2 separate regions of the Danio rerio genome follow, and region 1 is linked to region 2. Evidence: chromatin contacts called from public HiChIP or PLAC-seq data. All regions are on one chromosome and are shown on one strand. Each heading gives the region's core, a stretch centred on a gene start, on an enhancer-like site or on the middle of the called end of the contact. The rest is flanking DNA. Distances are from core to core; before and after follow the strand shown. Region 1 holds the start of ddx49 (DEAD (Asp-Glu-Ala-Asp) box polypeptide 49). Region 2 holds the start of vmac (vimentin type intermediate filament associated coiled-coil protein).

Region 1 (4,804 bases), core at 944-3,443, 440 kb before region 2:
TTTATCTCAAACTCTTGTGTGTAGGCTCAGAAAATTTACTTTTATAGTGATGAATAAGTTATTTTCATTGCTTTTAAAGTAAAATACTTAACCATAAACATGGGAGGTTGAGAAAAATTATCATTTTAGGAGAAAATTTCACATGGCATTTAGAAGTTTTAGTATCTGAACTCTTCACATGTTATCATTTAATCCTGTATTCTTGTCTTTTATATGCTTCAATAAAATAATAATAATGAAAAGTGTCATTTATTAGCACTTTATCATGTTGAATATTGGAGCAACTTCTCCTTAAACCCATGTCAAGCCACATCTGACGCTTCATGACATGCCTAATTACCTGCTTTGAGCTCGATTCGCAAAGAACTCCACACCATCTGACTCCGCCATGCTCAGCGAGGATGATGATGAGGAAGGTCATCATGTGCAGAAGCCCAAATTACCGCTAACCATGCTCGGTCTTAATAAAATCAGGAAAACAACACATTACAATGACGAAACACAAACAACCTGGATCATTTTGTCAGTTTCAATCGCATAGGTTGCTACGAGACAATGACAACACTAGAAGAGGAAGTAACCGCTAATGATTTCTACCTCAATGACTTTGTACTGTACTCGAGGACAGTACAGGTGCTGCTGACAGGCTTCAGCTGCTTACCTGCGCGCGAACACACACACTCTCTCAAGAGCTGCTTGCTTGCTTCGCGCACTGGGATGGTCTTTATTTGGGAGATGGAAGAGTAACGGAATACTTACATCACGTGTGCCTTTCATAACCAATCACATTACAGTTTTGGCCACCTGTCAGAGTTGTGCGACAGTCAGCTGCTGTTTGCGGATAGTATGGAAATGAATCCGAAGTGCCGTAAGCGGTGTCCTATTTGTCGCAAAATGTGTAATTTCTGTGGTAACTGAAACAGTTTAACCCATCATTAAAGATTAGTTATCGGTTTTCTAAATAAGAGCAGTTTTTAAGCATATTCATCACATAAACAGCAACATGCTTTAGATTTTGGCATTACATTTATCTCAAGTAACACGACTCACCAGAATAAACTAAATTTATCATTCGTTCATTTTTCTTCGGCTTAATGTCTTTAATTATCAGGGGTCGCCACAGTGGAATGAACCGCCAACTTATCCAGCATATGTTTTACACAGCGTATGCCCTTCCAGCTGCAACCCAACACTGGGAAACATTTACACACATTTACACTCATACACTAGCCAATTTCATTCATTCACTCGTTTTCTTTTCACCTTACTCCCTTAATCAGGGGTCGCCACAGCGGAATGAACCGCCAATTTATCCAGCATATGTTTTACGCAGTGGTCCCCCTGACTAAAGGGACTAAGCCAAAAAATGAATGATATATGAATGAATGAATGAATGAATGAATGATTGAATGAGATAACATAAATATGTTAACCTGGTGAGTTAGTTCCTTTTTTCATACAAATGTCTATGGATTGTGATGCTTGACTTGTCGAAATTGACAAAATTCATATGCTTTTTGGAAAATGTCACATTCACAAAACAAATAGTTTGCTAACTGCACCAAAAATGTAAACTTTTTTCCACTAATTCCTATGTCTTTTCCATTTTTAAAGCTCTTAAGAAATCTCAACTGCTGAATTTTTTTGTTTGTTTTATAGTTAAAATAAATAAATAAATAAGTTAGTTTTTTATTCAGTATAACTTTGTGTTTCCGTGATAAAACTATTTTTTATTAAATTTGCTGAACATTTCCAATCAAATGTATAGCTTTTTAACATAAAATCTGTTTCAAATAACAAATAAATAAATAAATAAATAAATAAATAAATAAATAAATAAATAAATAAATAAATAAATAAGGTTTATAACAATTACCACAGAGAATAGGTTGGAGTTTAGTTTTTGGAGTTCTGGTCGTTTTACGACTTAAAAGTCCTTTAAGAGTTTCAAAATAAGTGTTTTAATCAGTCTTGAAATTGAAGATGTTAGTCGTCCTCTCTGACCACTTGTACTTGAGTATATGAAACTTGCCTAATAATATTAAACTATTTAACATAAACATGAGATTGTTATTTTTTATTTACGTAAAATCTGGTATCTCATTTCCCCAGGATTTAATATACTTTAAAAAAAATCATACAAAACGTAAAGGGCGTGTTTTATTCAGTTCGTTGCGTCATTATGTGACGTCTAATTCACGCGACTGACATATGCTCACACGAGGAAGATTGTTGTCAATTTAGCGTCTCTCGAAGTTACAATATACGGTCTAGTTTATGTTTTTGGTGTTTCGTTTTTAACTAAGCCAGTAAGAATGGCCACGTTTGAGTCTCTCGGGCTGTCTGAGTGGCTGATCCAGCAGTGTAAGCAGATGGGCATCAGCCGACCGACCGCTGTACAGGAGAAGTGTATCCCTGCTATATTAGACGGTAAACAGTTCTTTCTCTCTTCACAGTAGACAACATTTGAAGTTGATCAAAATGTTTTTTTTTTCGGTTGTAATTGCTTTACTTTCAAAATGATACACGAATAGGTGTTGTTCAATAGTTTTAGGACGGCTTCAGATGTTTACTGTAAAAAATGCATCATATTTATTTGAGGTAAAGATGGTTTTATATTAATACATTCAGACTTTATCCTTAATAATATAATTTCAGAAAATAATTTATTGCAAATTGTAAATAATGAAATCACATCAGCAGCTAGTGACTATCAAAGTAGAACATTATATATAACTATAAATATTACATTTTTCATGAAAATTTTTTGAAGGGGATACAAATAATACAGTCAAATTGTACTTATAAAGATTTGTCCCCACGGTTAAAAATGGTTCTATCATTATTTTTATTATTATTATAGCATGAAGACTATGTCATTATGGTTATTTTTAAAGTTTTCTCAGGTTCAATGACAAACTTCACAAACTTTGCACTGATTTTCAATTGGCAAAAATAACAGTGCTTAAAGTTTTCAATCTGTTTTGTCTATTGTCATTTATTGTATAATGCGTTATAGTATAATGCAATTTTAACATGTCTATATGATTTACTTTAATACTGCAAGAATATGGATTTTGCTGTGGTATAATCATAACATTTCTGTTTTTTAGGTATTAAAATGTGATTTAAATTGAAACAGAACAGTTGATAACCATAGCCACTATTGGATTATTAATATGTAACTCTTTGGGCACTTTTAGACACATACTCAAAATGAATGTTAAATGTGTTCACAATAAACAATATTTGCACTTTTTCTCGTCGTCAGAAATTATTCCGAACTGAGTGTGTATTTTGTGATCTTAATCATAGGTCGGGATTGCATGGGCTGTGCAAAAACTGGAAGTGGAAAAACAGCAGCATTTGTTCTTCCGGTACTGCAGAAGTTGTCCGAGGACCCTTATGGTGTTTTCTGCTTAGTGTTAACACCCACCAGGTTTATTTTGTTACTTATAATACTCACAGCCTGCAACATTTAAGTCCTTATTTACATGCATTTTTTGTCATTAAATAATACATTTTTTTGTCTGTTTTCTTTCTAGAGAGCTTGCTTACCAAATTGCAGAGCAATTTCGAGTTTTAGGGAAGCCACTTGGTTTAAAAGACTGTATCATTGTGGGAGGAATGGGTAAGAACTTTTACTTAAGGCTCCGAAGTGCTTCAAGCAAAATCGGAAAATTACGTTATTTCATACAAAATCTTGACAAAATAGTTTTTTTGTTTTTGTTTCAGCAATTCAAAACAGCTCACCAAAGCATTTATTTTGGGGTTTCGGGGGGGTGGTGGGTGGGGGGGCTGTCATTATTGTTGTGTTGTCTTGTGTGATGTCATTGTGTGCAGCGTGACACATTTACAACCCTGCCTACTGCAGCGGCGTTCGAAAACAGTGTACTCTCACTCAGCCTTGTTTTGACTTTCTTTTTTTCCCTTTAATCTAAATGTTTAAAGTATATCTAGGCCTTAAGTCATCCTTTAGGACATTTAAAATGATGATAACGGTTAGGGCTGCACAATTAAATGAAAAAAGATCATGATCTCGATTCGACCCCGCCCCTCCCCCCAAAACCTTTTCCAGTATCTACGATTTAGCCAATTGTATTTCCAGCTTTTGGAGAGAAGTATGTAGGAACAAGACTTCACATTGTTTAATATAGGTTTCTCTGCAATGTTGATGCCTCCAAATGGTAAAATGGGGTTTGAATATTGTATTTATAAGGTATAATTCACCCAAATTTTATGTCTTCATGTAATGGTCTTGTGTTCGTGGCAGCAAAATCACACGTGAGCTGACCATTAGCTGTGACAGAATTATGAATAGTTGAAGTCTGATGCCTTATGATCACTTACATCAGAATATTTATTTATAGACATATTTATAGTCTATTCAAGTCTATACAAAATGTAGCATTTCAATCAGAACCTATACTCATATGTTTGAGAAATAACAAAAATAGGAGCTTAATTTTAACCTTTATTTTACATCTGCAGAGTTGTGAGAAAATCGTGATCGTTGTTTTAAACAATAAAACTGCGATTCTCATTTTTGCCAGAATGGTGCAGCCTGAATAACTGTACTGTCTAGAATCATATATGTATTAAATACATATTTTTTTCTTTTTTCTTCCATTAGACATGGTTACTCAGGGTTTGGAGTTGTCAAAAAAGCCACATGTTGTTGTTGCCACACCGGGACGACTTGCTGATCACATTCGCAGCTCTGACACAATTAACCTAAACAGAATCCAATTTCTAGTAAGACGATCATTTTGTCTGCCTTCAAGCTTTTTTTTTAATATCAAAG
Region 2 (4,851 bases), core at 1,718-4,217:
ATCGCTCCCCTTCGTTAGAGTTAGAAGTAAAAGCAGGAGAGGGGTTGTGTTTCAGGACATGGACTACATCAAACTTAACCGGTAGGGTGAATAATACATTTCCATGCACACAAACACTGGCTCTTATCTTTATCAGCAATGTGGTCAATTATCCATCGATGTATAAATGTGATGTAAAACGATAATTTTCGGAATTTAAAAAAGTTTTTGCATACTGACCACCGGGAAAACATCAGATGTATATGTATATATCTCTGGCTCTAGATGGCCAGTCCTCCGCTGCACCTTGGTTCCACATTTATTTAAAAGGAGCGCTACCCTGTACTAATATGGCAGCTCTATTCCATTCGCATTTCTTCCAATAGAAAACAACAGCGTAGGTGACATCTAATGTAAATTTCTACGTAATTTTCTAACGCAGCACGTTAACGCGATAACTGCCCACCAATAAATATATATATATATAAAATTATATATATATATATATATATATATATATATATATATATATATATATATATATATATATATATATATATATATATATAAAATTTTAAATAACAAACTGTTATTTCTGAAAGCATTCACTTAATGTCATTATTTCATTTTTGGCGGAAGTGGTGTTTAGCAGCTTTTGCGTCTGAACTCTATTATATATATATATATATATATATATATATATATATATATATATATATATATATATATATATATATATATATAAAATTTTAAATAACAAACTGTTATTTCTGAAAGCATTCACTTAATGTCATTATTTTATTTTTGGCGGAAGTGGTGTTTAGCAGCTTTTGCGTCTGAACTCTTTATTATATATATATATATATATATATATATATATATATATATATATATATATATATATATATATAGTTATATATATATATATATATATATATATATATATATATATATATATATATATATATATATATATATATATATAGTTATATTGAGTTCAGACGCAAAAGCTGCTAAATGCCACTTCCGCCAAAAATGAAATAATGACATTAAGTGAATGCTTTCAGAAATAACAGTTTGTTGGCAAAAGCTGCTAAATGCCACCTGCCTTTGACAGCAAAAGCCTCTATATCTTGAAAACCAATCAGAAGGCGATTTCGATTTTAAAAGATGGAGTCAAAACTCTGTGCATTATAAGAAAAAGAAAACAATGTACAGTCGGAAGTGTAGCATGCATTCACAATAATTTTTTGTGCAGCGGCGCTACTTTGAATGAGTCCGATTTACCATACATTGAACAGCAACTCCATTTCACGAAAGACCGAGTTAAGATGCCGTTCTTTTATCCCACATGAATGCTATGAGGATAAACAGGAGACCAAGACCTTAAGTATGTTGAGAATGAATGAATGAATGAATGAATGAATGAATGATTGAATGAATGAATGAATGAATGATTGAATGAATGAATGAATGAATGAATGAATGACAGCTTCAAAAATTGTCTGAGAGACATCCCTTTTGCCCAGTAGGCTTACCTTGTGTTTTATTTGCTAATGTAAGCTATTTTTAAAAGATAAATATAATGTATAAAATTATACATTATTATATTACTTCATAATACCTATACGTCTGCTAAGCTTTTTATATTCATGGACAATGCACAGATATTGTCGTTTCAGTTTTTACACTACATTATTTGAATTCACCAAGCTTCGTTTACAATGTTTACATTGCTCTACTTACAATAAATCTAAATCCCAAATATCAGAAATGACAACAGATTGTTAGGTTTTAATGTTCTTGATTAATGCACTTATTTGACAGATTTCATTCATTCATTTTCCTTCAGCTTTTTTCCTGGTTTATCCCAGTGGAATGAACCGCCACTTACTTGACAGATTTATGTAATAATTTTTGGTGGTTTGTGTAATATGTGTTTTATGTTTGTTAAAATAATTTCTAATTACATCTTTAGTGATTTTCAACTAATTACACTGACTTGTCCCAATAGGTGGATTTAGAGGGCTTTGCATAAAAGCACTGATGAATTTTGACGCAAAATTTACCTCGTTAAAAAACAAAGAATTGTCTAAAGTGACATTTTTGGGAAAAAATATTTTATTTACTAGCTAATAACATTTTCATTACATATAATATGACACTACTAAACCTAATTATATGAGCCTGTTAGAAAATGGTCATTTACAAGAAAAGAGGTCTGATGGATTTAGAGGGTTTTGCATCTAAACTCTTCATATATATTTTCCTTGGCAGTGTGGTCACCGTTTCTCTTTAAACCATCAAAAGATATATAAAAAAAACAATGACTTCGTAAACCACCAAATCGTAACCCATTTTACTTATTTTTAAGAGTCTATTACAGCCCGGAGCTTTTCGATTTAGCACAAATGTCAACAAACAAATCTATAGAGCATCTACAGAAGGACGCAGCTGAGTACGAGCAAGTAACACCCTCTTTCCCTCACTTGTCCTTGGCCTCCGTGATCTCCTGCGTGGCGGCTCTGAGCTGCTCGTCTTTGCGGATGAGACTCTCCGCCTGCTCCCGCACGGTCCTCTCCGCCTCTCGCAGCCGCTGCTCCAGCTCCGACACCCGGCGGTGCAGCGCGGCCAGATGCGCGTTCGCCTCTCGGATCTGCACCGGAGACGGGGACGACATGATGTCCGGGATGCGGAAGATAAAAACACTCTCATCCACGGTACGGGCTGATCATCTTCTGCGGGTCGTCTCGGAGGCTGAACTCTCCCTCAGTCTCAGCATGCGTTATGCTACAGCATGCGTGGATGGATGTAGTCTTCGGTAATTCTCTGTCTGCAACACAGTGACAGTCGACAACGCGGGCTTGGCGCAGCTCGTACATTTATGATTGTGTCGTATAAACGTGGGTTATGCAGTTTGTGTATGTTTTTCCGTCCAGCTGACGTGTCATTTGCACCAACTTCATAGCAACCTGTAGCTGCTGACCCGGAAATGATATTTACAGCAACTGACCAATCAGAGTAGACGATAGACAGCATTGATCAAACTGCACTTTAGGTACCAAAATAAATGAGCTTCATTTGACTGTGTAGTTAATATACCATTTAAGACAGTAAACAAATTTTTGTTTTGTTTATTTCATTTGTTTGTTTCTTGATTGCTAATTTCTATCATGTCTCAACCAATGACTGTAAAAAATCTCAACATTGTCTCAACTCTGTTTCTCTTGCTCATAGATATATACATTAGATGTCGCCTGGCCTATTGTTGTCTATTGGACGGAATGCGTCAATAGCGCCGCCATCTTGGTACAGGGTAGCGCTCCTTTGAAATGAATGCGGGAGCAAGGTACAGTGGAGGACTGTGGCCATCCAAAAGTTTTTATGCAGCGGATGCCCTTCCAGCCGCAACCCATCTCTGGGAAACATCCACACACACATTCACACACACACTCATACACTACGGACAATTTAACCTACCCAATTCACCTGTACCGCATGTCTTTGGACTGTGGGGGAAACCGGAGCACCCGGAGGAAACCCACGCGAACGCAGGGAGAACATGCAAACTCCACACAGAAACGCTGACTGAGCCGAGGCTCGAACCAGCGACCTTCCTGCTGTGAGGCGACAGCACTACCTACCGCGCCACTGCTTCGCCAAGAATATGTTTTATTATATAAACTTGTTTTTTATTTTATTCACATGCTCTTATAGGCCTATATATAAGATTTTGTCTGCATATTTAAGTATATTTGTTTTGTTGTATAAATATTAAGGACTTTTGAATTTGTTAACTCAAAGGTGTTGTTCAGTAAAAACAGATATCATCACTATTTCACACAGCTTCAGCTTTAAATTAAACACACTGATGTGTTGTGTGGAGTGTGGACACCCGTGTTCACTGAGCTTCTACAAGATTCCCTAATGTTATCTAAGTATTACATTTTAAAGGAATGCTAAATATGATTATGTGTAAATCCTCAAATGAACTGAGGAGGGCAACATCACACATGTAGCTGTCTAGTGTGCCGCAAATCTCAAAAGAAGAAGAGGAAGTGCGAGAAGGAAGAGGTCGAGAAGAGACTCTCGCGACATCTCATTCGTGTCCTTGATGCGCTAGCAGAGATGGGCTACTGGGATCTAGAAGAGGGCAAAGACTGCGTTGCCAAAACATGGGTCACCACGAAAGTGGCCACCGTTGTAGGTTAGTCTGAAAGATATCTAAACTGTGATGGATCATTTGAGCTTAGTTTTGAACCTGCGCGTTGCTTATGCAGTATAAATGCTATGTTGTTAGCATGTGCATTAGCCCTTTAGTAAATAACAGTGTAATGTTACTGTACTGTTATGTGGTAATTATATATTTCCCACATTATTTAAATATATTAGGTGTTTGTTTTTTTATATCGTGCGGGTTTATTGGTTACAGGCTATTCCCCTGTGCTAATGAATTTACCGGTTGTTTGTGTCCTGGTTCTCGAGGTGTCATTAGATTTTGCCTGATTTAATAGAGGTAAAGTTGATTTTATATTCGCACATTCGTTTATTTAGAAGTCTCTATATTGTTTACCATGTTACTTTAAATATTCAAGCGGAATTTCCATGCATGTGTGCATTGAAAACAACATTAACACTGTTTATTTGACTGTAAACAATGTTGTACTTTGATAGTCATTTGCTGCCAACCTGATTTCGCTATTTATAGTTTGCAAATAATACTTTCATGAAATTATATTATTAAGAGGAAAGTCTGAATGTGTGAAAATAAAATCAACTTTACCTCTTTCCTGATTTATATATTGCTGTTGTCTGCAGGACTGGTCGCTACTGCCTACCGTATGGTGTTATTTAAACCTGAACCCCCTCTTC

What was found. HiChIP or PLAC-seq counts read pairs in DNA pulled down with a chosen protein or histone mark.
Region 1: an H3K4me3 HiChIP or PLAC-seq map of embryo shows a contact between it and region 2, with 4 times the contacts expected there. The contact joins the promoter of ddx49 here to the promoter of vmac in region 2. A contact is called at or near these places in 2 of 18 Hi-C or Micro-C datasets (caudal fin and hematopoietic stem cells) and 1 of 4 datasets of contacts at active chromatin or transcription factors (embryo).

What each region holds. Positions count from the first base shown.
Region 1 is chr11:6,978,257-6,983,060 of GRCz12tu, reverse strand. It overlaps ddx49 (DEAD (Asp-Glu-Ala-Asp) box polypeptide 49), which reads left to right and starts at 2,193. Exons shown (of 13, transcript NM_198365.1): 1 at 2,193-2,430; 2 at 3,316-3,439; 3 at 3,546-3,631; 4 at 4,634-4,755. The coding sequence starts at 2,316. It overlaps klhl26 (kelch-like family member 26), which reads right to left and starts at 730. Exons shown (of 4, transcript NM_001044853.3): 1 at 662-730; 2 at 341-460. The coding sequence starts at 390.
Region 2 is chr11:6,540,185-6,545,035 of GRCz12tu, reverse strand. It overlaps vmac (vimentin type intermediate filament associated coiled-coil protein), which reads right to left and starts at 2,967. Exons shown (of 2, transcript XM_694468.10): 1 at 2,469-2,967. The coding sequence starts at 2,659. ndufa11 (NADH:ubiquinone oxidoreductase subunit A11) reads left to right here and starts at 4,079. Exons shown (of 4, transcript NM_200525.2): 1 at 4,079-4,186; 2 at 4,798-4,851. The coding sequence starts at 4,108. The region is part of intron 1 of LOC141376522 (a long non-coding RNA gene); the gene reads right to left.